Regions from separate parts of the Mus musculus genome. Here region 2 is linked to region 1. The links are chromatin contacts, called in public HiChIP or PLAC-seq maps. All regions are on one chromosome and are shown on one strand. The core of a region is the stretch at or near the end of the contact, and the rest is flanking DNA. Distances in the headings are between cores, read along the strand shown. Region 1 overlaps Usp12 (ubiquitin specific peptidase 12). Region 2 has its middle 4.0 kb from the start of Gm10858.

Evidence for each region. HiChIP or PLAC-seq counts read pairs in DNA pulled down with a chosen protein or histone mark.
Region 2: a contact with region 1 is called in an H3K27ac HiChIP or PLAC-seq map of embryonic stem cells, with 2.3 times the contacts expected there. The contact joins two enhancer-like sites. A contact is called at or near these places in 5 of 39 promoter capture datasets (the HPC-7 cell line, embryonic stem cells, frontonasal cranial neural crest and 2 more), 3 of 484 Hi-C or Micro-C datasets (B cells, bone marrow-derived dendritic cells and pre-pro-B cells), 4 of 115 datasets of contacts at active chromatin or transcription factors (cardiomyocytes and embryonic stem cells) and 3 of 9 other capture datasets (adipose tissue, liver and pancreatic islet).

The regions. Positions count from the first base shown.
Region 1 is chr5:146,756,240-146,758,939 of GRCm38.p6, forward strand. All of the region lies in intron 3 of Usp12 (ubiquitin specific peptidase 12), which reads right to left. Among named protein-coding and RNA genes, the nearest start is that of Usp12, 37 kb to the right of the region's middle. Within about 2 kb of position 1,327, at least 50 of the 459 cell types and tissues checked have an H3K27ac peak or open chromatin away from gene starts, as enhancers often do. A contact at or near this core is called in embryonic stem cells, where this site is marked.
Region 2 is chr5:146,891,708-146,894,407 of GRCm38.p6, forward strand. No RefSeq gene overlaps it. Among named protein-coding and RNA genes, the nearest start is that of Gm10858, 4.0 kb to the right of the region's middle. Within about 2 kb of position 1,449, at least 9 of the 459 cell types and tissues checked have an H3K27ac peak or open chromatin away from gene starts, as enhancers often do. A contact at or near this core is called in embryonic stem cells, where this site is marked.

The DNA.
Region 1 (2,700 bases), core at 77-2,576:
CAATAGTGGAATGGCAGGCATGCGCTGAAGGGCAGTCTGCATGGGGGTTCTAACAAAATGCCGTCTAGCGCTCAAGAGTGCAGCCAGGTGAATGTGGTCGCACAAGGAAACAGAAGTCTGGAGATATCCTAGATGCTTCTGAAAACAATGGGTCAAGTTTAAGCCATGCTATGGCTCTGCTATGGTCGTGAGGGAACAGCTCTCCGTGAACACGGGGCATGGCTACATTTCCAAAACACTCAGTAGGAAGGAAGCGGAGCATGTACGGCTCCATCAAACCCGACCTGCACTTTCTCTGTGGACATGATTAAGTGCATATAGAAAGCGCTGCTAAGATCCAGCTGGTCCTCGGGAGCGTCTAGTTTCTCTGTGGATTCTCAGACCACACAGCATATTGATTATCCACTCAACAATGAAGTGCAGCGTGTTGTGCAAGCCTCCCCACCCCGCTCTCCACCTGCGTGCTGCATACCCTTCCCATCCGGCTGCTTCTTAAGCCCTTTCAGTGTTTTCCTTCCTTTCTCACAGGGTCTCACTCCATGACTCAGGCTGGTCTGTATCTCATAGCAATCCCCATGCTTCAGTCACCAGTGCTGCGACTCTAGGTGGGAGCCACCACTCCTGTGCCTCAGCCTGCCCCATTTCCACCACAACTTACCCAGTGTTAGGTGGCTCCCCTGACTTGGCCCACAAGGTCTCCCTGGATTCTATACTGAGAATAACAAGTTTGTCTTGTAGATCTGAGTCTTTCTACCTCCTGTACTGCAGGGTAAATTCCCACAAACCCTGCCCAACTCGTTCCTGCCCAGCTTTCGCACACTCAAACCCATTCTGCACATTTCAATCTCAAACCAATGCAGTAATAATGCAGCTGGAGTGGCCCTTCACCCCTGCCTGCTGGATTCCAGGCCCCGAAAGCCCCGTGAGACGTATAAGAGCCCAAAGCCCACGAGTCCCAAGGCTGCAACATGCCCTAGTCCAAACAGACTTAACATCAATTTGATCTTTAGCTCTCTATACTTGCATGCTGTGATTTGCCCATCAGGGACAGTTGATCCAAAGCACTGTGGCCCACTTCCCATTCCTACAAGCAAGAGCACTGCAGGCCACCCACCCCTGCACTGAGTGTATGCTGCTGACCACTCCACAAACCCTCTCATGGTTCCACCTGAAGCCATGCAAATCACACTACAAGCTCTAGGCGGCTCTAAAGGTGAGATAGCGGAAGTCAATGACCTTTAACCTTTGCTCTCAGTGTGGCAAACCCTCTCTGAGGCACTACTTCCTAATGCTGGGGCTCCTCCTCCATGTCCACCCTCCCCGCTGCTTCTGGGCGTTGTCTCTCACCTACCTCTGACTTTCCAGCCTGCAGCTGCCACTTCTAACTTACTTCATGCTTGCTTGAGTATCAGAGCCCGCCAAAGGAAAAGCATAAAGATCTATCCATACAGAGAGCCACCACCCTTTCACTGACTAAATGCCAGCTTCTCCCAACTCACTGGTGGCCTGACTCACAGACCACCCCAATATCCACGGCAACCTTAATATCTCAGTGTCAAGGTCACTTCCTTGAATGAACCTCTTTTTCTTTAAATACAAAAACAGCAAAACAAAACAAGAGACAGCTTTTCACTTGCTCACTAGTGTTAAGAACCAGAAGAATGATAAAAAGACATTAGAAAATCAGAATGGCCTGGGTGATGCCTCTTACCTGTGACCTTGACACTGGAGGCTGAGACACATTGAGTTTGTTTAGTTTGATGTCAAGCTGAGTTACAGAGTTCAAGGCTCGTGTAGGCTTCAGAGGAGATGCAAGGGAGAGGGAAGGCAGGGTGAGGAAGTGAAGGGAGGCAGGAAGTCTTTCTAAGAATAGCTGGGAACCTAGTTACCAGCTTCGATGATTACCTCATGGCAGTGGGCAGCACACACTGGATCAACGCCACCATCTCTAACACTGTAATCTTCCCTTAAAAGCCACTTTCACGTATATGCACGTTCTTTCAAAACAACTGCTATGCTTATTCTTCAAAGATGCAAACGAGTTTTTAATGAAAATCTTCTTGGGGAGGAGAAAGGAGTGAGTAGTCCACGTACCAGTGGCTTCAGATCCCTGAAAAATGCCCTACCTTGAACTTTAGAACTGATACAGGAGGCAGGGCAGCAGCCCCATGTCTTCAGTAAATGTTATGCTCAGTATACCAGCATCTTGCAACCCCCGGACAGACGATGGCTACTTACAGTTTAAAGGGATCAGCAGGATTATACAAATATCAACTCACAGCCAGAGGGAAGAGCTGAAGGGTTGCACTGTACTGCTTACAATGGCCACGTTTTCTTCCTAATACAGAAATAGCTAGAGCTTTCATAAGAAAGCAGTGTGCTGTTCTTAGGTGAAACAGAACTGGATAAAGTAAACATGAGAATTATACTCAAATCTTTCTAACAGGTGTCATTTACAAACGTCTGGCGTGTGCTCCTTTGCAGCACGCCCAGGCTTACACGCACGGATTTATGTTTTCAGTGACACATGACTTTGTCATCACTCCACTCTTCACATTCAGATCCCGTCAGAACCAGACCCTTCCTTAGTCAGCACAGCTGCATTGCTAGCACAGCAGGGGTGGCGGCAGGGACCCAGGATGTGATTAATGTTTTTTGAATGAATGAATGAATGAACAAATAAATGAATGAACAACTGAA
Region 2 (2,700 bases), core at 199-2,698, 140 kb after region 1:
CAGAGGTCCTGAATTCAATTCCCAGCAACCACATGGTGGCTCACAACCATCTGTAATGGGGTCTGATGGCTTCTTCTGGTGTGTCTGAAGGGAGCGATGGTGATGTACTCATATGCATAAAATAAATAAATCTTTAAATATATATATATATATATATATATATATATATATATATATATATAAAATTTGTGTATGTGTGTGTATGTATATATGTGTATATTCACATTTTTGGTGATTTTGAGTAGTATTGGCTATTTGGTGTGAATATCATCTGGTTGACTTGGCTGCTCCCAGTAGATGGACTTGGCTATTTATTTGCATTTATTATAATTTGAATTGATATCAAAACTCTCCTTTTAAAAACATTTATGGGAGACTGAAATATGGAGTGTAAAAAATAAATTAATTTAATTAATTAATTAATTAATTTATTTATTTAATTTTTTTTTTGGTTTTTCGAGACAGGGTTTCTCTGTATAGTCCTGGCTGTCCTGGAACTCACGCTGTAGACCAGGCTGGAGAGATGGAGCAACCACATGGTGGCTCACAACCATCTGTAATGAGATCTGAAGCCCTCTTCTGGTGTGTCTGAAGACAGCTACAGAGTACTTACATATAATAAATAAATAAATACATCTTTAAAAAAGTAAAATAAGGGGCTGGAGAGATGGCTCAGCGGTTAAGAGCACCAACTGCTCTCCTAAAGGTCCTGAGTTCAAATCCCAGCAACCACATGGTGGCTCACAGCCATCTCTAATGAGATCTGAAGCCCTCTTCTGGTGTGTCTGAAGACAGCTACAGTGTATTACATATAGTAAATAAATAAATAAATCTAAAAATAAAGATTTACTCTATAAAAAAAGTAAAATAAAAATTTTTAAATGTGTTTATCGGGTTTTTTTGTATGGTCATGAGTTCAAATCCCAGCAACCATGTGATGGCTCACAACCATCTGTAATAAGATCTGATGTCCTCTTCTGGGATGTCTAAACACAGCTACAGTGAGTGAGCAGGGCCGGAACAAGAAGAAAAAGTGTCTGAAGACACCTACAGTGTATTGTCATATAATAAATAAATAAATCTTTAAAAGAAAAGATGTCTCGAAAAAACAGAAAAAAAAATAGAATAGTAGTGTGGTCTCTGACCAATAACATAGAGGTCAACAGCCTATAAAATACATGTGACATCTCCCCTAAGGATGGATTCTACTGACTGGGGGCTAAAGATGGAGGCCTAGGGAGGGAGAGTCTGGGATAGATACTCTGGGAGATTTGGGAGAGATGTGCCTGGGTGAGGTGTGCAGATCACAAAAGGTCACCAGGTCATTCATTAACAATAGCCACTCCCAGCCTTCCGGGTAGAAACCAAGTGTTTCCTCCTTTGAGAAAACACCCTGCATGGTTAACATTCCTGGTTTCCCGGCTGATCTGTGGATGCAAGGACTTTTGTGCCCCTGACAGGTAAAGGACACCAGGACGGGCAAGAGTTAGAGGTCACCTAAAGACTCTAATGCTTTGGCCTAGCCTTGTGTCTCCTCCCTGGTTAATCAGCATTAAATGTACGCCACCCTCCCACCTCCAATACAAAATAGTATGCTCCAATCTTGGATATCTAATTTGATTTTTTTTTTGAGACAGGGTTTCACTGCATAAATAAATCTAAAAATAAAGATTTACTCTATTTAAAAAAGTAAAATAAAAATTTTTAAATGTGTTTATTTATTTTTTTTTGTATGGCCATGAGTTCAAATCCCTGGCTGTCCTAGAATTTGCTCTGTAGACAAGGCTGGCCTCGAACTCAGAGATCTGCCCACCTCTACCTCCTGAGTACTGAGATTAAAGGCCCATGCCCTCACCACCTGGATGACTTGATATTCTTAATTTATTGGTGAGGGATCCACGTCAAAGAAACATTTTCCCAAAACGCACTCAATGTTTGCCATTTTTTTTCCTCCTCTGAGGGGACACCAAATCTGCAGCTATGGCATATACTTGGTTGCTCCAAGGTCCATCTGTTTTGCCCAGAAAGCTGATCTGGGCCCCAGTGCAGCAGGCTGTAACCAATAGATTGAAGACAAAAACCTAGATAATGATGCTGGATTTTGTAGATCTATGTGGGCAAGGTAGATCTTTTTTTGGTTTGGTTTGGTTTGGTTTTTTTCCCGACTTAATGGATTTAAGTTTTTACATTTTTTAATTAATTTTTTAATTATCTGTGTGTGTTTGTGTGTGCATGTGCATGCAGTACTTGCAGAGGCCAGAAGAGGGCGCCAGATTCCTCTGGCTCTGGAGTTACAGGTGGCTGTGAGCCGCCTGACGTGGGTGCTGGGACCTGAACTTGGGTCTTCTGCAATCTCTTCAGTTCTCAGACTTTATTAATTGTTTGAAATTCACCTTTCACAGCCCAGCTCAGAATTTTTCCTCTCCGAAGCAGTCCTCGGAGCCCACGGAACCTGCTCCTCTTCTCTCCCGGGCTTTACCGGCTCTTTTTTTTTTTTTTTCTTTTTAAGATTTATTTATTTATTTACTTTTTGTACATGAGTACACTGTAGCTGTCTTCAGACACACCAGAAGAGGGCATCAGGCCCTATTGCAGAGGGTTACCTCTGGAAGAACAATCAGTGCTCTTAACCACTGAGCCATCTCTCCAGCCTCATTTTACCAGCTCCTTTGTTCATATTTCCTTAAAGTACTGATCACA